3 separate regions of the Sus scrofa genome follow, and regions 1 and 3 are each linked to region 2. Evidence: chromatin contacts called from public Hi-C and HiChIP or PLAC-seq data. All regions are on one chromosome and are shown on one strand. Each heading gives the region's core, a stretch centred on a gene start, on an enhancer-like site or on the middle of the called end of the contact. The rest is flanking DNA. Distances are from core to core; before and after follow the strand shown. Region 1 holds the start of C7H15orf39. Region 2 holds the start of CSK (c-src tyrosine kinase). Region 3 has its middle 38 kb from the start of CYP11A1.

What was found. Hi-C and Micro-C count contacts between places; a contact is called where the count stands out from the background. HiChIP or PLAC-seq counts read pairs in DNA pulled down with a chosen protein or histone mark.
Region 1: a contact with region 2 is called in an H3K27ac HiChIP or PLAC-seq map of alveolar macrophages. The contact joins the promoter of C7H15orf39 here to the promoter of CSK in region 2. A contact is called at or near these places in 1 of 5 promoter capture datasets (fetal liver), 2 of 47 Hi-C or Micro-C datasets (embryonic fibroblasts and liver) and 1 of 2 datasets of contacts at active chromatin or transcription factors (alveolar macrophages).
Region 3: a contact with region 2 is called in a Hi-C map of liver, with 5 times the contacts expected there. The contact joins the enhancer-like site here to the promoter of CSK in region 2. A contact is called at or near these places in 9 of 47 Hi-C or Micro-C datasets (embryonic fibroblasts, heart right ventricle, liver and 5 more) and 2 of 2 datasets of contacts at active chromatin or transcription factors (alveolar macrophages and skeletal muscle).

The regions. Positions count from the first base shown.
Region 1 is chr7:58,388,051-58,392,327 of Sscrofa11.1, forward strand. It overlaps C7H15orf39, which reads right to left and starts at 2,067. Exons shown (of 3, transcript XM_021099036.1): 1 at 1,881-2,067.
Region 2 is chr7:58,752,517-58,757,039 of Sscrofa11.1, forward strand. CSK (c-src tyrosine kinase) reads right to left here and starts at 2,518. Exons shown (of 13, transcript NM_001190173.1): 1 at 2,144-2,518.
Region 3 is chr7:59,135,077-59,139,687 of Sscrofa11.1, forward strand. No RefSeq gene overlaps it. Among named protein-coding and RNA genes, the nearest start is that of CYP11A1, 38 kb to the right of the region's middle. Within about 2 kb of position 1,440, at least 13 of the 83 cell types and tissues checked have an H3K27ac peak or open chromatin away from gene starts, as enhancers often do. A contact at or near this core is called in alveolar macrophages, liver, mesenteric adipose tissue and 1 more, where this site is marked.

The DNA of each region.
Region 1 (4,277 bases), core at 817-3,316, 360 kb before region 2:
CCTGGAGAAGCGGATGCTTCGGAGAAGACAGAGAAGGACATTAGGGCAACAATACTGATAGCAGTGCCCTATGACAAGGTTCTGCAGCCAAAAGGAACCCCCCCTCCCCTGCCTCACACTGCACAGCAACTTTGCAGAGGTTGTATGGTTTTGGAGGTGCTGAGCCCCCCTGCCCTTGGGGGCCTCTGGATTAATTAAGTGCTGGCTCTAGTCTCACCTCCTCTGCATACTCCTTGGGGCCTGCTCCATACCCACCCCCTTCTCTTCTGGGCTCTGCCCATTGCGTGCCCTTTGCCCGGGAGACTTCCTGAGACACCCCCTTGGGACCCAATCAATAAAGGTGAGGCCATTTGGGACCCTCGAGAGTCTTTGGAGGAGAGACAGGGGCTCTAGGGAGACAGCAGAGGACTATGAAGGGTATGGACTATGCCAGTAGGGGATGGAGAGCCCAGTATATATGCCCTCAAGCAAGGCCCCTCCAGGTTCAAGAAGGTAGCCAAAGTGTAGGGGCCTCCTTCCCTGACACTGATGCATACACAAAAAGGCAAGCAATTGTTTGGGGAAGGGCAGGACCCCAGGGAGCAGGGGTCACATCACACTTTCGGCCACTGAGCTACTTGCTGGTTGAGGTTAGAGCTGGTCTGGGAGGACCAACCTCTGGCAGGGTCCAGAAGACCCCACCAAAGCTGTGCCATCCCTGCCCTAAGCAGCAGGGGGAGTAAACAGTTCTGTGGCCCCATTGCCTCTTCCACCTTTTAAGGGGTCTCCAGGAGGACATCGGGCAAAAGCAGGAAGAAGAGAGGGATCTTGCCCAGCTGTGGCCAGCGCCTGGACTCTCTTAGCAGGCTGAACTAGGCCCCCTTTCCATGTTCTTACACCTCCCCGCAGCTGAGGCTCTGGGCCCTGCCACCGCTCCAACCGTACCTAGGGGCAGCCCAGGCTCCAGGGGAGGGGGAAGGGTCGTGGGATGGGCTCCAGCCCCTTTCCTCTACCTGCCTGGCCCATAACTCTGTGCCTGGGGCCCTCAGCCGACCTGGCTTTGGGGCTACCGCTGCACCCGACCCCGCCAGCTTCCGGGTGTCCTCATGCCCTGCCTGGCGGCGCTGGGGCGCACGTGCACCCCAGGAGGACGACACACAGGCCTCCGCCACCCATGCAAACCCGTGCCTGCAAGTACGTGCCTGATCCATATCTGCACAAACGGCCCGCCAGAACTGCGTTCTCCCCTCACTCGGGCCCCCGCACACGTGTGCACGCAGGCAGGACAGCGCACCGGGCCCCACGGACCGACACCCAAAGACTGGTGAGAGGATCGGGGCAGGGGGGCGGCCTGGCTGCAGAGACCGGGCAGCCACCGCCTCGGGGCGATCTCGCCAGCCTGGGCTGCGGCCAGAGAGTGAGTCAAGCCGTAGCGAGGAAACCGCAGGGCCGTCGCGTCCCAGCAGGGCGCGTCCAGAGCCCCGCGGAGCCTTAGTGCCTGCGGCCCCCCAGGCCAGCCCCCCGCCGGCCTCTCCTCTCCGCCCGCGTAGTCCACGTGAGCCGGGCCCCGCAGGAGGCCCGGGGGCTCGGCCTGAGCTTCACTTAGCCAGCCCCGCACTAGATCAGGCGCTAGGGCCCCGCCGGAGCTCCACGACGCTACCTGCTCCAGGGGCCTCGAACTCCGGGGAAAGTCGGAGCAGCGGCGCGACCCCTGCCCGGCAGCGCTCCCGCCGAGGGTCCGAGGCCGCCAGGAGCCACGCCACTTCGGCCCAGGCCCAGCGCGCTCCATCCCCGGGCCGGCCGGTAGGGGCGCCCTGGGGCAGCGCCACCCGCCCCTTCCCCACGCGCCGCCCGCAAACTCGGCCCAAGTTTCCGCGCCCGCCGAGTGGGCGAGCTCCTACCTGCACAGTGCTGGGCTTCCCGCTGCTGCTGCCTGGGACCGCGGCCGCATTCTCCAGCGCCAGCGAGGCGGAGGGTCCTTGTCCAGCTCGGCCCTGCGCGGGAAGTCGCGGCGAGCACCGAGCCCGGAGCCACCCTCCGAGCTGCCGTTCGCGCCGCCGCCGGGCGCCGTCTGCGGTCCCGGGCGGGGCGGGCTGGGGGCGGGGCGGGGGCGGGGCGGCCCGCGCGGTGGGGGCAGAGCCCGGCCGTGCCTCTGGGAGCCTGCGCTCCCCCGGGCCCTGGGGGTGTGGAGGGCCTGCGTCGGCCAACCCTCCGAGGCCCCGGCCGCGGGCGCTGTGCACTGTCTGAACCCAGCACACTCCGCGAACCATCGCCCCACGCGCCCGTCACACGTCTTCATTCAGTCACTCAGATCATTCATTCATCGCCACTTTTCTAGCTCTGTGACCTTGTGCCCGCCGCTTGACCTCGTTGAGCTTCAGTTTCCTTATTTTAGTCAAACTGGGATTATCTCATTGTGTCCTAAGATTTAGAAGAGGTTATATTAAAATAACTGGCTCTCAGAGTTCCCGACCCGTCTCAGCAGGTAACGAACCCGACTAGGATCCCTGAAGGTGCGGCTTCAATTCCCGGCCTCACTCAGTGGGTTAAGGATCTGGTGTTGCCTTGAGCTGTGGTGTAGGTCGCAGAATCTGCTTGGATCTGGCGTTGCTGTGGCTGTGGCGTGGGCCTGTAGCCGTAGCTCCTGCTCCCATTTGACCCCTAGCCTGGGAACTTCCATATGCCACCAGTGCGGCCCTAAAATAGCTAAAATAAAATATCTGGCTCTCTTGGCCAGTACAGTTGCATTAGGGAGCCGGAGAAGGTCTCCTTAGTCTGTTCCCTCACCGCAATACAGCAGAGAGGGCAAATTCCAGAAAAATATCTCAAAGCTTGTTAGGGCACCATACCTGATGAGGAGGGGGTGATTTCCCCATCCCTGAAGTGAGCCAGGAAGGAGGATGCTGGAAGTTTTGCCAAGTGGCCTCAGTGGGTATCTCTGAACATTTTTGACAAATCTCCCTCAGTAAGACTGGACTAAGCTCCATGTAGCCACATAGGTGGGTTGGGTTGAGCACTCCCAGGCAGGAACGGTGTGTTACCAAGAGAGGGGCTGGAGGGATGGAAGAGCTGTCTCCATTTGCCTTCTCCAGGCCATCTTGGTGGCCATCACCGAGAAGCTGCTGGGTGCTGTTACCTTCTCTGAAAAACCTAGTTCCTTGCATTTCTTGGGCTGCCCAAGGACTGGGGGCAGGTGTATGCAGTGAAGGAGGAAAGGAACAGGTGGACATGCCAAAGGTCAGAACAAGTTCACGGAGCAAAACCACCCAGGCCATCTGCTCAGATCCCAAAGGTCAGGGCCGCCTGAGTCAGAGGGCAGAGCAGGCCTGAGGCTGCAGGTTCCAAGAATAAGGAAGCATCTAGAGCTGCTGGAGCTGAGCAGGAGGGGCTGGGTGCTGCGGAGAGGAAGAGGAAGTGAAGGTCACCTGGGGCAGCAGAGAGGGTATTAATTAGTTGAGATATGAAGGGCCCTTAGAAATTGAGTTTGGAGAAGGAGCTGGGGAGCAGAGGCTCAGAGAAAATTGAGGCTTTCCCAAAGTCACATAGCAGGCTGGGATCAAGAAAATGCATTTGTAAGCTGATGACTTGGAGTCATGGCCAAGCTTCAGCTCACAGGCTGTTCTTCCTCACTTTTTTTTTTTTTTTTTTTTTTTTTTTTTTGTCTTTTTGTCTTTTCTAGGGCCTCACCCATGGCATATGAAGATTCCAAGTCTAGGGGTCTAATCGGAGCTGAAGCTGCTGGCCTAAGCCAGAGCCAGATCCGAGCTGCATCTGCGACCTACATCATAGCTCACAGCAATGCCTGATCCTTAACCCACTGAGCAAGGCCAGGGATCGAACCTGCAACCTCATGGTTCCTAGTCAGATTTGTTAACCACTGAGCCACAACGGGAATTCCAGTTCTTTCTCACACTTGCTCCTCACTAACACTGCCCTCCCCTCCAAGACACCCATTCCCTGGCCTCCACCCTGGTACTGGGGATGGGGAGGGAGGAGGGCAGTGTTCTCTATTTAGGGTCTGGGAGTCTTAGGTTGTGCGATCAGCTGGCCGGTGTTCTCTCCAACTTCTCTGAGCCTGAGTGGGGCCCACCCAGGCCAAAATGAGCCTGGTGAGGCCCAAGGAGGGGCAGTTAAGAATCTGTGGACCCAAAGTTCCCATTGCGGTGCTGCGGAAATGAATCCGTCTAGGAACCACATGGTTGCGGGTTCAATCTCTGGCCTTGCTCAATGGGCTTAGTTTCTAGTATAGGTCGCAGAAGAGGCTCGGATCTGGCGTTGCTGTGGCTGTGATGTAGGCC
Region 2 (4,523 bases), core at 1,268-3,767:
GGCCTGCCTGCCCCTCAGCTCTGGCCTGGTGTCTGGGACATCTATGAAAGGAGGGCCTTTCCAGCTTGGGACAGCACCTCAGCACATGAGGCTCCCTCCTTAATTTCTCTTGCCCAGACCCCAAACCTTTGGAGTGTCTCTCTGGGACCATGAGCCAAGGTTTCAAAATCCCCCAAGAGCTGGAGCCCAGAACTGGACCCAAGCTGTCCTGCCCGCTCAGGCTTGTGGGGGCAGCCACGTCACTCTGCAGGCCCTGGTCCTCTGTTTCTGTCTCTGCCTGCAGTCTGGTCTGCTCTGGGGTGGCTCAACCCCTTGGGGCCTGGTGTCCCCTGCAGTGGTGCTGGGGACCATCTTCTGGTCCTTCTCTGTCCCAGACCCCCGACGCAGAGAGAAGAGCAAGGAGGAAGGCACCAAGGTGGCCAGATAAAAAGGGAATCCCTGCACATATGTTTGCCAGAAGACAGACCCCTAGTTTCTACAAGGGCCTCGGGACCCCAGGCTGCACTCAACAGTTGGTATAAAGGCACCCAATGATGTCAGGCTTCAGCCCCAGACCCTCAGGCTGGAAAGGAAGTTAGGGTTGGGTGAGGGGAGCCTCACCGGCCCACCACATCTGTATCCCCTCCACCATGCATGTCAGGGCAACCGGAAACAACTCTAAATCAAGGGCAGAGGCCTAAGCAAGACAAAACTGCCAGATGCCCCGAGGGGCCCCAGATATGGCTCAGTATCCTCCAGGGAACCTCCCACACTTCCAGGAGCCAGAGGATGCTGCCACAGTCCCAATCTTCTTCCTGCTGCCTTCACCCTGTTCCTGCGGGGCCCCACCGAGAAAGACATTGGGACCATCAGGGTGTGGGGAGCTTGGAAGAGACCCCCTGGGTGTGCTCGCTCTGACAATGCTCCTATGCCAAGGCTATACGAGGCTTGCTCCCTGTGGACACAGGGCTCTCACATTCTGCATCCAGATCCATTCATGCTCCTATACCAGCTGGGCCAAAGGGTCAGGAATGACGATCAGGCTGTTTCAGCTCAGCACCAGGGCTACACCCCACGGGTGCCCCCGCATGCCACTTCCCGTCAGTAAGACCCAGCCTCAAGCACCAGAGGGAAATCCCATGGGCAGTGCTGATTCGGTCTGAGCCCAGACCCAGGCAGAACCGTCACCGGAAGCCCTCTCCCTCCTCTCTAGCCCTCTGCAGGGGAGCACGTGCTCACCCCACAAGGTCCCATGGGCCAGGCTGGGGGCTTATGGCCCCAGTGGGTAAAGGCTTATGCCTGGTTTCCCTGTACCCATAGCAGTCCAGGTGTTGTGGGGTGGTGGTGGGAGGGGATGGATGACGGAGGGACAGACAGCCTAACTCTGCCAAAGGCCTGGGATAGCAACTTCCCCCTTTGAGCCTCAGCCCCCCAGCCTACAAAATGGGAGGGGAGGTGAACCCTTAGTTAAGCTCCAAGGATCTGGTAGCTGGACACACCCCTTCCTGACAACTGGCCTGGCCTCCAACGAGCCTGGGAGAACAGAAAGGGCTGACCAGGACGCTAGGAGGTGGGGACCCACCTCCTAATGCCCAGTGTCACCTCCACCGAGGCCAGAGGCCCTGCCTAGTTTCCCACCCAAGGGTCAGATGTCCCTGGGCTTAGGCCTGGTCTTCTAAAAGTCCGAAGATGATAAGCTCAACCTCTGGCAGGCTCAAGGGAGGCGGCTGGACCCTGGGCCTCCGCAGAGGGAATGAAGGAGGGGTCAGAACCAGGCAGGCCAAAAAACCTGCAGGCCTGCAGGGAGGCCCTGGGCAGGGAATGGCAAACAGCCCATTCTCCTGGGCTCTGGTCCACGCTGACCCCTTCCCCTCCGCTCCAGCCAGCCCCAATACGGGGAAAGGACAGACTCCGGGTGGCCTGAGACAAGTCTGAGGGGCTGGGAGGGCAGTACCTCCCTCGTGAGCCCCCCTCCCAGACGGGCTGACAGTGACTCCCGGGAGATTTCGAACCCGGGAAGGAGGGGGTAAGGGAGTGGGGGATGGGTGTGGACGCCACGGCAGCTGCAACAGAAGCAACAGAAGCGGGACGTACAACCTCCACCCGTCTTCCCCTTGGGAAGCACTCGGACGCCCACCTCCTTCAGGGCCTGCCAGACACTCACCTTTTTCGGGGCACTGCGGTCCGGGCCACCTCGCTGCGGGCAGCATCAGCGGCCTGCGGGACGGTCCATGCGGCCAGCCGAGAAGGGAGGGGCGCAGGGGTCCCCGGGGGGTGCGGTACAAAGAGGTCTGGGTGCGAAAGGAGGGGGAGGAAGGACGGCCAGACAGAGGCAGGGGGATGGCTGCGCGGCCCGGGTCGGGGAGGGAAGAAAGGCGGGGGAAGGGGGGCGGGAGGGACTCAGGGGGAGGAAACAATGTAGCCGGTGAGGCCCCGGCAGAGTTCCGCTTCCAAACGCCGACACCAAGGCTCGATCTGGGGACGTCGCGCCGGCTGCCCCGGGCTGCCCCGGACGCTGGCTCGGGGGCCGCAGGGTCTCTCCACGTTCCACGCCCCGGAGACTCCTGCGGCCAGAGGCTGCCTGGAGCGGGAGGGACGGCTGGCCGGGGGATAGCCCCGACGGCGGCGCTGCCGGGCGATGGCCCAGCTCGGACCCCACCCCGGCAGGACCTCCGGACAGGGTGCGGGGTGGGGCGGGAGCGAGAGGGCGGCGGCGGTCTCAGCGGCGGCGGCCAAGCTCGGCTCGCCCTGGGCTCCGCTGGGAGGAAGCTCGCAGGCCTGGCGAGAGGAAGCGCGGCCCCGGATCCTCCGCCCGCGGCAGCGCGCCTGCGCGAGGGAGCCAGCCGGGAGCACGGCGGGGCGTGGGCTGGCGGGAGGACAGCGCCCTCTGTCGGGATCCCGGGGCACTGCGGGGGGTGTGTCCGCGCCCAAGCCCTGCCCCCACCTGCCCGCCCGCGTCGAAGGCTTCAGAAGGTCCCTCACTGAGGGCCGAACAGTCCGCCTTGGAGCAAACGCCAAAACTTCCCTGGGGAACAGCTCTCCCTATGCAGAAGCGACCTCCTTCTTCTCGTATCTTTTTGTGGAGAATGGGTCTCGCTCGCAGCAGCATTCATTCATTCATAGGTGTTTCCTGGCGCTGATGTTGCGACAGGCCCTGTAATGAAGACCGCTTCATTACTGCCAAGGAGTTCCCAGAACTGGCAGGCCAGCAGACAAGCGCTAAGAAATAATTGATAAAAGTGAAGAAGTGTGTACAGGTCCACAAGAAGCAGAAAAGAGGGAAGGGTAATGGGCAATCTTCATAAAGCTGGGACCCCAGGCAGAAGGAACAGCATGGACAAAGGTAGGGAGAGGTGAGAGCCATTTGGTGGCTCTGGGAACTGTAAATAGCTCAGTATGGCTGCAGTTTGCAGTGTGGGTCCAGGAGAGTCCTGGGAGATGGCGTCCCCGACAGCCGCGGAGACAAAAGAGATCCAAAAAGACTGATGGGACTTTTCTTGGACTTTGTTTTCGAAAAGCCTGGCAGCAATGAGGAAGTTGTCAGTAGCTATGTGACCTTGGGAAAGTTACTTAACCTCTCTGGGCTCTAGTTTACCAAACAGGGAAAGTAACAGCACCAACTTCTTAAGGTTTTGTGGGGAGGAAATGAGTTAATACATTTAAAGAGCTTAGCATGCAGTGGCAGGCACATGGTCAGTCCTTAGCCAAGTATTGCCTGTTATTATATATTACAGTTAACAGGATGTCATCTGCTCTGAGCTACAGGAGCTGATGTGCATGTGGGGGGGGGGGGGAGCATACAGTTTTGGGGGCAGGGCAGTGATGGTGGAAAGACCAGAGACTCCAGTGTAGGTGGGGGTGGGGGGGCACTATCCTAGGGACTGGGCCCTGAAGGAAGAGTCTGGTTTGGGTGGGCAGAGGGGAGGGGCATACTGTGGTGGGGGAAATGAGGTGTACTTGCAAAGTCTTGAAATTCAAAATAAGTGAGGGGCTAGGGACTGAGAGGGACAGTAAAGGGCCCTGTGGGAGAGTGAGCTGAATGTGCAGTGTGGCTGTACATTGCACAGAGAGGAGTTGGGTTTGCCTCCCGAGACAGACCACAGAATGGCCCTCCGACCCAGTGCACCCCTGGGCCAGCTTTCCAGTACGGAGCCAGCCCTTCAAGGAGTGAAGCAGTAGTCCCACCCCTGCCCTTAGGAGACATCCACTAAGTCTCAGAGATGGCTGTGGTGTGATGGGGAAAAGTATGAATTTGGAGTTCAAATCATAAAGTTAAATCTCAGTGGGGCCGCTTCCCAGCTGTGTGACCTTGGGCTAGTTACTTAACGTCTCTGAGCTCAGTTTCCTCCTCTGTAAGATCAAGCTCAAAAAGGCACCTCTTTCACAAGAGATGGTGCAGATCTAGCAAGATAACGGCCTAGGGGTGAGGGAGGTGGGGAGGGCGCTCAGCTTGGCTGGTTTCCCTTTCTTTCCTCTGAGGTCAAGATGGAATGATAAATTGGGACCGGATGGGGCCACCTCTCAGGCTGAAGGGAAGGCCTTCA
Region 3 (4,611 bases), core at 190-2,689, 380 kb after region 2:
GAGGAACCCTAAGGAGGTTGTGGGAGGGGGAAGGGGGAAGGGGGTCAGAGTCAAGTGAAGGACTCCGACCCTTGAAGAGGCAGGAGCAGAGGGAAGAGTCAACATCTTTTGCAGAAAATATGATTGTTTCCACTGTGCTAAGGAGACCATAAATGAAACCCCATGAAAGTAGGGGTGCCTTTTGAAAGAATTTCCCAAATGTGGGGGTGCAGGCCCCCCTCCCGGTCTGATTCTTCCCCCAGGCCTGAAGCTAGAGATCCTCAGAGGGCCTCCCAACAGAAGGGCCTCCAGATGGGGCAACCCTATAGTCACAGGGCGAGAGGGGCCCTAACAAAGACAGGGAGGCAGGGAAGCCTTGTGACATCTGGGAGGCAGAAGAGAAGGGACTGGCAGGGAGGGAGGCTGAGGCCTGCCGGTGGAGACCAGCCCACCAGGAGGGATCATCTGGGCCCTGCTCACTCAGCAGGCTTCAGATGCCGAACCGAGCCGTCTTTGAGGAGCGTGACCTGACCAGAGATGCCCCCTGGCCCTGTGTCACCTGATGCACCCAGCCTGGGAGGGCCTCCAGGTCCTTACCACCCTCCCCAGTGCCTGGGTGAAAGGTCCCAGGAGGGAGTGGTGGTACAGATGAGGATTCAGGGGAGGTGCTCCACAGCTTTGTCACCTCTTCCTTTTCTTTCCTTCCTTTTCTTTCTTTCTTCCTTTCTTTCTTTCTTTCTTCCTTTCTTTCTTTCTTTCTTTCTTTCTTTCTTTCTTTCTTTCTTTCTTTCTTTCTTTCTTTCTTTCTTTCTTTCTTTCTTTTCTTCCTTCTTTCTTTCCATGCTTTTAGGGCCACACCTGCAGCATACGGAGGTTCCCAAGCTAGGGGTCGAATAGGAGCTGTAGCCACCAGCCTACGCTACAGCCACAACAACTCGGGTTCCAAGCTGCATCTGTGATCTTCACCACAGCTCATGGCAACGCCAGATCCTTAACCCACTGAGCGAGGCCAGGAATCAAACCCACATCCTCATGGATCCTAGTCAGATTCATAACTGCTGAGCCACGACAGGAACTCCCACCTCTTCCCTTTCTGGGTACACCTGGACCCCACCCACTGAAACTTTAGAGCTAGACGCTTGCCTAGGGCAAATCTTCCCCCTCCGGTCTAAGGTTTCTTAGGAATCTACCTACTTCCTCTTTTCTGAAAATCGGAACTACCTTTGTAACCTCAGGGAAAAGGAACTAACCCTTTTGACGGCCCTCCTCCCTAGACATGCATGTGTGCACGCACACACACACACACACACACTCCAGAGCCGGTTCTCACATACCTGTGTGACCCGCAGGAAGACCTCACAGCAAGGACGCTGTGCTCCCCAATCCTCCAGTGGGGAAGCTGAGGCCGTGGGAGACGCAGTGACTCAACCCAGGCTGCATTACGCAGTGAGTGGAGTGGCCTGGCCATGGGGTCATCTGCCCCATGTTATCTGCCTGTGGCCTTGTCTCTGGACAAGTTCCTAATCTCCCCTTCTATCTTGGGTGCTGGTTTCCCGGATGTCTCTGTTTCCTGTGGCTCTCAGGACATACCAGAGGGTTTCTTCCCCTCGGGGGAAAGTGCTCAGGGCCTGAAAAAGTCTCCGAAGGAGGACTTGGCACATGGCCTGCTTCATGGACACCGTTTGGTTTTGGGGGCACCGCACTGTGGACTCAGGATTGGCCCCTGAAGGAGCTGGTGGCAAGAGCTTGGGGTCCGAATGTGGCTCCCCAGTGGTGACCCCCAGCGGTCTGCTCTAGGCTGTGTCCCCAGTACCACACAAGCACCCCAGCCAGAAATGCCCCACACATCTCTGTCTGCTTAAGCACAAAGAGTGCAGACCTTGGACTCAGAGATGAGGCTTTGAGGCCATCTGTGTGACCTTGGGCAAGGCCTGTGAGCTCTCTAAACCCTGTTTCCTCATCTGCAAAATGGGGATGCTAACAATGACCCCGTCCCCAGAGGACTGCCGAGGTTGAGGGGAGAAGGGTCTAGAGCCTGGCCCGCAGCAGGTGCTTAGTAAGAACTGTTTCCTTTTCCCCCAGGCTCCCAGCTTCCTGGGATGACAACCCCACTGTCAGCAGCTAGGTGTCAGAAAACAGGAGTGGCTTTAGGTCTTGGTCCTGCTCCAGGAAGCTGACGGTTCACCCTGGGGCTTTAGAGTTCATGTCCCTTTCAGGGCCTTCTACAGGAAGGAGGCCATAAACTTCCGATCATGAATGAGGAAGCCCTGTCTGAAATGCCTCTGACAGGCCCACCCCTGACATCTGTTGGGCTCAGGGCAGAAGTAAAAAACTGAGGCCCACATAACACATGTCTACACATTTAAGTTATAATCAAGCAAACAGAATGCTCCACAGAATATGCTCTAGCCTCCCACACTGACAAATATACCTTTATGACCACCTGGAAGGCCAGGTTGTGTTTAGAATTCTTGGACAAGTGGGAGTTCCCATCATGGCTCAGTGGTTAACAAATCCGACTAGGAACCATGAGGTTGTAGGTTCGATCCCTGGCCTCGCCCGGTGGGTTAAGGATCCGGCGTTGCCGTGAGCTGTGATGTAGGTTGCAGACGCGGCTCTGCTCCTGCGTTGCTGTGGCTCTGGCGTAGGCCAGCAGCCGCTCCGATTAGACCCCTAGCCTGGGAATCTCTATATGCCATGGGAGCGGCCGCAGAAAATGCAAAAAGACAAAAAAAAAAAAAAAAAAAAAAGGAATTCTTGGACTCCTGGAGTCCAGAGCTGGAATGTGGCTGCATGAAGAAAGCTGATCCTCAGCCCACCCCTGGCCCCAACGCTTGGCCCCCTGTGTGACTATCCCAGGCCGTTGGTCTGTGGTCCATCCACACACCTGTCAATAGCTGCCCTTGGTGAAAAGCCCCTGTGGACCGGAGGGCAGGGGATTCTGGGGTTCTGTATTTGCTGGAGGGGCATAGGCCTCGGGTAGGTGTGTCCCTTTGGCTCAGGGGACTTTTTGGCCCCTGCTGCAGGATGGAGAGGCCAGAGTGCATTTTTTCTGCAGTGCAGGGGTCCAAAGCAAGGGCCCTTCTTGCCTCAATCTAAGTTTGATGCTGCTTCCGGGCACCCCCAGACCTGGCTCTGGAATGAATGTCCCCACCTTGCTTGCATCCCAGCACTTGAGGCATCCCAGAGCCCCCTGGAGCAGGGGGGACAGGGTCCGCTGTGCCTGGCTGGGCTTACAGTCCAGGGAGCCAGCCCTCCTTCCCCCCCAGACACCAGGGCTCCTCTCAGGCACAGCCTCTCCCTTCCTACCCGGAACACACCACTTTCCTCTTGTGGGGTTGGTGGGTGAGGGGGTAGAGGGGGAGGTCTGTCGCTACCTGCCCCCACCCTTCTGGGATCCTGACCCTACCCCTCCTGCTCTGGCTCCGTGGACCACTCAGTGCTGGGCCCTGCGGGCAGTCGGCAGCCCTCCCTAACTTGTGCCAGGAAAGTGGGCCATCGACTCTACTTTAGCCAATGTTTCTTGCTCACTCAGCTGAAAAGCTACTGCTTCCCTGAGGCTCCTAACCCTCCCTGGGCCTGGCAGCTCCTTCCCTGATGCTGTGTGACAGGCCGACATCAAGGCCCCCACACCTGTCCTGCCGCCTGTCCTGCTCCTGGGAGCCTCCTTCACAGGGGCACGGCATGTGCCACAAGACTCTTGCCCCCACCCCATTGGTGCCACCTGCCTTTGGGCTCAGCAGGACCCCTTCTAGACTCCCGTTACTGAATGTTCCCCCTTCCTCTGAGAGGGGTGGTGAATAGACCCTCCCAACAGGGTGGTGAAGCAATTCAGAGACCTTGTCCATTGAGAGAGGAGGGCCCTGGGCCCTGGGCAGAGGACACTGACAGGGCTCTCCCAGGAAGGCTCCCATGTGCCCTAAGCTATGGCCAGGAGGGGTCTAGGGCAGCCCTGATCCCAAGAACGTGATCAGAAACACTCTGGACGGGACCCTCAAGGGGGAGGTGATCTCATGCCTCCTCCCTCAGCCATGTGGCCGAGGTGCCCACTGCCACCTCAGGAATGACTCCTGCAGACGCAGTCCCCATCCCCGTCTTTGTTCACTGATGGCCTCATTCTTGCTGTGGCAGCATCATCGCTGTCCCCTGTCAGGTGTGGGGGCTCCTCGTTGGTGGGAACTGGGTCTGGGGCCAGGATCAGGAGTGACTGCCTCGTCCTGCCAGGTAACAGAGGGAGGGAGGGGCACCCCTCACCCCCAGGCTCTCCTGGGAGGCCTCACCTCCTTCCTCACCAGGATGGGCCTCGTCTCCCTTCCTGGCAAGCGGCCCCTCCCTGCTGGCCCAACAGGGACCAGTCACTGATCTGTCAGTCAGTGAAGAGACTCCATGATGGGGAGCAGTGCCGGGGGTGGTCATCACCTGTGGGGGACCCCGATTCTCCCCTTGCAGGCCAGCCTACCTGGCTCAGGTGGGACGCAGACCAGCGGCCTTAACCCAAGAGGGAACACTGAACCCATCCTCTTCTCCACACCTTTGCACCTGCTGTGGCCATCTCCCCCTCCTGGTGGCCCTTGAGACCCCACAGTGCCCCCTTTCTGAGAAGCCCTCCCCACCGCAGAGCTCCCCGGCCAG